Regions from separate parts of the Manis pentadactyla genome. Here region 2 is linked to region 1. The links are chromatin contacts, called in public Hi-C maps. All regions are on one chromosome and are shown on one strand. Each heading gives the region's core, a stretch centred on a gene start, on an enhancer-like site or on the middle of the called end of the contact. The rest is flanking DNA. Distances are from core to core; before and after follow the strand shown. Region 1 holds the start of SLC17A6 (solute carrier family 17 member 6). Region 2 holds the start of GAS2 (growth arrest specific 2).

Evidence for each region. Hi-C and Micro-C count contacts between places; a contact is called where the count stands out from the background.
Region 2: a Hi-C map of fibroblasts shows a contact between it and region 1, with 3 times the contacts expected there. The contact joins the promoter of GAS2 here to the promoter of SLC17A6 in region 1. A contact is called at or near these places in 2 of 3 Hi-C or Micro-C datasets (fibroblasts and skin fibroblasts).

Annotation. Positions count from the first base shown.
Region 1 is chr9:61,286,599-61,289,428 of mManPen7.hap1, forward strand. SLC17A6 (solute carrier family 17 member 6) reads left to right here and starts at 1,577. Exons shown (of 12, transcript XM_036932733.2): 1 at 1,577-2,672. The coding sequence starts at 2,587.
Region 2 is chr9:61,531,375-61,534,141 of mManPen7.hap1, forward strand. It overlaps GAS2 (growth arrest specific 2), which reads left to right and starts at 1,465. Exons shown (of 9, transcript XM_036932716.2): 1 at 1,465-1,584.

The DNA.
Region 1 (2,830 bases), core at 327-2,826:
AATGAATATTTTTAGAATGAACAAATTAATATTAGCAGTAATTCTGAATCAAGCACTCACCCTGTTATTAAGAGAGTGGAGGAGAGAGCCAGATGATGTTTATTTCCATAAAGGTGAATGTAATTATGTATTCTAGAAACAATGCTCTCATGTTGAGTTTGTATTATTTGATGTTCCCCCAGATATATATAGTACAGGCTTAGTAATCAGGTTTCCTGGTAGTTTAGATCTTTAGTCATTTGGAGTGAAACTTAAGCAGGAGTTCTTAGAATAATCATTTTTATAGGACCATCTCAGCCTCACAGGTATTTATTTAACTTCTATTTTTTGTATAACTTTCCATAATTTCAAAATTGTAAATATTAAATGAGTTATACTTAATGAAATTGATCACTAAAGATTCTAAAAACATATTTTGAATAGAACTGAGATTTGTCAAGTTCTGTTTAATTTGAATCTTTTATTTGGAGAGAAGTAGTTTAATGTGTTATTTTACTTTTCACACCTTTTGGGACAGATATTATTTTGAGGCATTCCAGAGTTTTAGAAAAATCTGGTACAGTGTTTTATTGGAGACATATATTTTAACACATGCTTTTCAAAATAAGAGAAAGATGCCTCTGGTATCCTTTTCTTTGTCATGATTCATAATGAAAAAAAATATAACTATCAAATTTAACAATGGCAGATGGCTTATGCTACTTTTGATAATGTTTTTCAGCTATCCATTTGGAATACACATACCCACTGTATTATTTGACCTATTCAGGGAACATTCTTACATGACTCTGTATTGAGATTCATACTTTTGAGACTTGGACCCAGGATCCCTAAGAAAAATCTCCTTCCTCTGTTGGTTTAAGGGAATACAAGGATTTTAACCTTGAGAATGTGTTTCAAGGGCAATCTCTTTGGTAATCATTTACCCGAATTGCATCTGAAAGGTTTGTGGTTCTTGTCAAGTGCATTAATAATTAACATTAAGATAGCATGGGTTTCTTAATTTGCTTAATGAACTAGATTCATTGATGCTATACTTTTATGTTTGAAAGCAAAAGTTTACAGGAATGTCTCTATAATTCTGCTTTAGGAGAAGATTGTACAAAGAAAAAAAGCACATTTTAAAATAATACAAGTAATTTAAAATAAAACTTGAAAATATCATCAGTGATAATTTGTTGACAATCACAAGGTATAGCCACAAATTTTATCAGTATATTGATATTTCAGTAGTGTGTTGTAAATTAGTTAAGTGAAAAACCATATTAATACCAAGGAATTTTTTTATTAAGTTGCTTCTTTTACTTAAACAAGAGCACTAAGGTTGCAGCTATTCTTGCAGCCTTTCCCCTTCTCTCCTCTCTCCCTTTCTTTCTTTTCTTTTCTTATCAGGAGTTAAAATGGAACACATGAGTATAATTATGCAGTTTCTGTACATATATTTTATATCCAAGGGAATCCAGGTGCCACGAAATTCCATAAACATAATTGATACATGTTATAATCTTCCTTCCCTGCTACACGGTGAGAGCTGGTGCCAGCATGCTGGGCAAATGTAGGAAATCAGAAGTTACTTGTCAATTTTTAATAAAGTCTTCCTCCCTTGCAGAGCCAAATGCACCATTCTTCCTACAAACTCTGGCGATTATGACATATTCTCACTTGGTTTCCATAGCATCCATTTCTGAAGATCCTCAGAATGGTCTTTGGTCAGGGCGATCCGCCCTGCTCCCCTAGAAACTTGGCAACCTGGCAAGCCGAAAGAAGCGTTCCCTTTTCCGGAAACTTACTCTGTCCGTGGTGCTGAACCATTCTGCCGAGGCGCGCCCTCACAAACGCTGTCAGCCGTGCTGAAAAAAAAAAAATCTATCCTGACACTGCCCAAATCAGAACTGTGTATTTGTTATTCACTCACGTCCTCAAAGAGCAGCAAGCTTTCTCCATCTTAATTCGACTCTACCGCAGAGCAGAGTTGCGCCGGCGTGATGGGTGGAGATCAGAGGCAAGGAGGAAAAACTAATTGCAGCATTGCTCACCTGAGACCTAAGATGATCCCATGAGTTTGGAAGTAGTCTGCTTCTTACAGCAAAGACACCATTTTAAAAAGTACTATTCTTTTGACTTTGCCCTTACACAAGGGTTCTGTGATATTTCCACCCCTCCGTTTAGAAGCCACAAGATTTGACCGCAAAAAAAAAAAAAAAAAAAAGGCTTTGCAAGTCGAGACTTTGCATTGTTTTCAGTGGACTAGCAGGACAAGGACTCGTCTGCACCTGCCCAAATACCATGGCACTGCGCGCGCCCTTTGCCACCGGATCCTCCCCTTCCAATGAGACTTTCTGATTGTGTCTACCAACTCTCCTATTAGGAAACCGTGGGTTGCTTGCAGCTATTCTGTTGTATTCCGTTCTCTCACCCTCCCTCCGCTCTTTCACTCGCACTCTTGCTGGAGGCATACCAATACCATTCTGTTGAGAAGAGAAAGACCACAACTACCTTAAGCGATTAAGAAAATATGCGCAAGTCTCGTCTTTCTTAGCGATCAGTATTTAAATCTGGCAAGAGCCGACACCAGTGTTTGCAAGAATGGAGTCGGTAAAACAAAGGATTTTGACCCCAGGAAAAGAGGGGCTAAAGAATTTTGCTGGAAAATCCCTTGGCCAGATCTACAGGTAAGAGAAAGGAAACCTATATTTGCCTGGGGCTCAGCATGAAAAAATCTGCAGGGCTACTTCCGTAAAACCCTGGTTGCTTAGAGAGACTGTAGTGTGATCGGAAAATCTTTTTTTGTTGCTCATTGCTGGAGTAGGGCTGCTCTGGAAACCTGCTT
Region 2 (2,767 bases), core at 215-2,714, 240 kb after region 1:
ATAACCTGGAAGTAAAGGTCCTTGGAGAGAGTAATTTGAGTGATTATATTTTCCCAGTGCCTCTGTGAGCCTCCTTATTTTCCCAAACTGGGTTTGCAGTGTTCCTGAGTCAACAAAACTATTGCTTTACACCTTGCTTTTTATAACATTAATATTGAACAATGTGGCAAGAATTTTTATATCTGGAGAGGAATAGGATCTAAGCTTTTCATAATTCAAGGTGTTAGTTTCCTTGAACTCTTATTATATGCCCTGAGAATACTTAAGTTAACATTTATTGGCTCATGACGTTTTGATCATGAAAAATTATCAAGGATGTTGGACTTTTACTTAAATTGTACAGGTTCAGAAACTCAAAGTACTTTGTTGGGGCTCTAGGAATACTCACATCTGGTTAGATTTTGAGAAGATATTATTTAAAACATTTACTCAAATTCATCAGTAACCTATTCTCTGTGTTTGGTTGTTTATATCTAAGCAGTAACAGAGGACTTTTTATAATACTGTTTCTCCTTAAAATGAGGAATGGTTCCTTTTCCTTCCTTGTGGGGAGCTAAAGAGGAATATGGTGCTGAGAGCTGCAACATCACACTGAACTAAAATACAAGGCTTGCAGTTCAGTGCAACCAAATTTTCCATCTGTTTTTCCCCCCTCTTCATTATTTGTAGTGTTCCTACAAACAAAGATTGATGCAGTTTCTAGATGTCTTAGAGCAAATAACTACTTCCAGATGAAGCAATAATAAGCGCAAAATGCCTTTTAAAAATTGTATCTAAAATCATCCACATCACTTGGCTATTGTGGAGCCACAGGTAAGTTAGTCACCGTGTTAAAAATGGTTTCCGCGAGAGAATCAGAATACCTGGGTCACTGCCATCATACCCACTGGAGGGAGGCGCACCTGAAACCCATGGGCACAAAAACAAGACAACTACCAAATGCGTGATTTTCATCTAGACTCCATAGAAAGTGGTGACCTGAGGTGACTGGCACATTAAGCAAGAAGAGGTCACATGGATATTATAAGTGAAGCAGGAACTTGAACGTCTGTCTGCTTCCTGGGAAGACTTTTCGTCTCAGAATACACATACTAATAAACAACAGTTGGAGAAAATTGTCCATGACAGTCAACATAGTGCTGAGCTGAGGCCGAGAGAAGCAAGGGTGGGATTGTATTTCCGTTTGTAAAGCGAAAACAGCCGTGAGTGAGTGCAGCCTCTTCTAAACTCTGGTATTTGAAGAGAATTGTAAGAAATTAAATTGTCCAACTTGGAACAAAGACTGGCCGAAGTTACTGGAAAGCTCATGCCTCTGAGTCTGCAAAAATCACTGGCCAGGAAAGCAAAACTTTTCCAACACCCAATTTTAATACTGTGCAAAAGCCATTGACTGTTAAACCCTGGAGTTAAATATGATCCCCTTACCTTCCCCCGCCCCTTCTCTCTTAGATTAGTGTTTGGGGGACCAAGACGGGGTTGGAGGTTGGCCCCAAACTCGGAACTGCTGCCAAGGGCTTGTAATACAATCTCTCCCCGTTTGAAGGATAAATCAGTGTCAATTGCGTTTGCTGTCCACCAGAAAAAGTAAGCATTTTACTTCCGCTGGGTCTATGTGGACTGATGAAATGTAGGAAATCTGTTTCTGGCAGCGGGGAGAAAAGCGTTTCCCCAACAGCACCAGGAGGAGCCCTCGGAGAAGTATGAAGAGGGGCAGCGCGGCTGCAGATGCCGCTGCCGCGGGGCTGGAGGGCTGCGAAGAGCGGCCGCAGGATCTGCGCCGGGAGGGGCCCCGCCGCGAGACGCCGCAGGAGCCCGGTCGGGAGCCCCGGCGCCCCTGAGAACTGCTGCTGCCCAGCGCCGACGCGGGGGTGAGCCCGGCGGGCCGGCCCAGCCCCCTGCCTCCTCCGCGGCTGCGCGCGCTGCGCAGCCAGGGTTGGGGGCGCCCCTGCCCGCCTGGGCACGTTGGCGGCGGGGAGGGGCGTTAAAAATACCCTCGGGGACTTGGCTGGGAAGGGTGAAAGCCGCGGACAGTGGCCGGGTCTGGCGCTGAATGGGTGGTCGCTGCAGTGGGTGACTCTGATCTCTGGAAACAGCCCTATGTTCCTCATCCCTATTGTGGAACAGCCCAAATGACCGCCGCAGCAAAAGCCGGCTGGGGCGGCTCAGCCAACCAGGGACAGAAGTGGGGTTTTCTAATTAGACCAGCGATAATAAATGCACACTTATGCACCCGTGCATAAGGGTCCCTGTAATGCATGCTCACTGTTGTCTGTTACTGGGGAGAAGGCGCGGAGGGGGATGATCTTAATGGATCCTGAGTGTTTTGCTTGAGTGGAGGAGGCCGGGACGGGAGGAAAGAGCGCGCGACACGTGTGACTTGGGGTGATACTCGCTGTTTTCGACCGACGGGTTTGGCGGAGTTAAGCTTTGTTTTCGTGAATAAACAAACGCTAGCTGGTGAATCAACCCGCCTTGGAAAGATTTTGCGTAGTCTTCTTTTCATCCTAAGAGCAGGGTTTGGGAATCTGAAACTTGGGGATCAGAGTGACCAGCTTTGCTTTGGTGGCATTGATGATTCTGGCAAAATTACATTCTATCAGCCCAGTAAAGTAAATTGTAATTAATCTAGCCCAGACATCCCAAGTTTCTACTGTCTGAAACAGAGAGGGAGCAAAAACGGTGGTTAACATTCTCTTTTCTACATTGCAGTACAATTGGGGTGGGGTGGGTTCAGTAATTTCCTCTAGTTAACCTTCCTGGAAAGCAA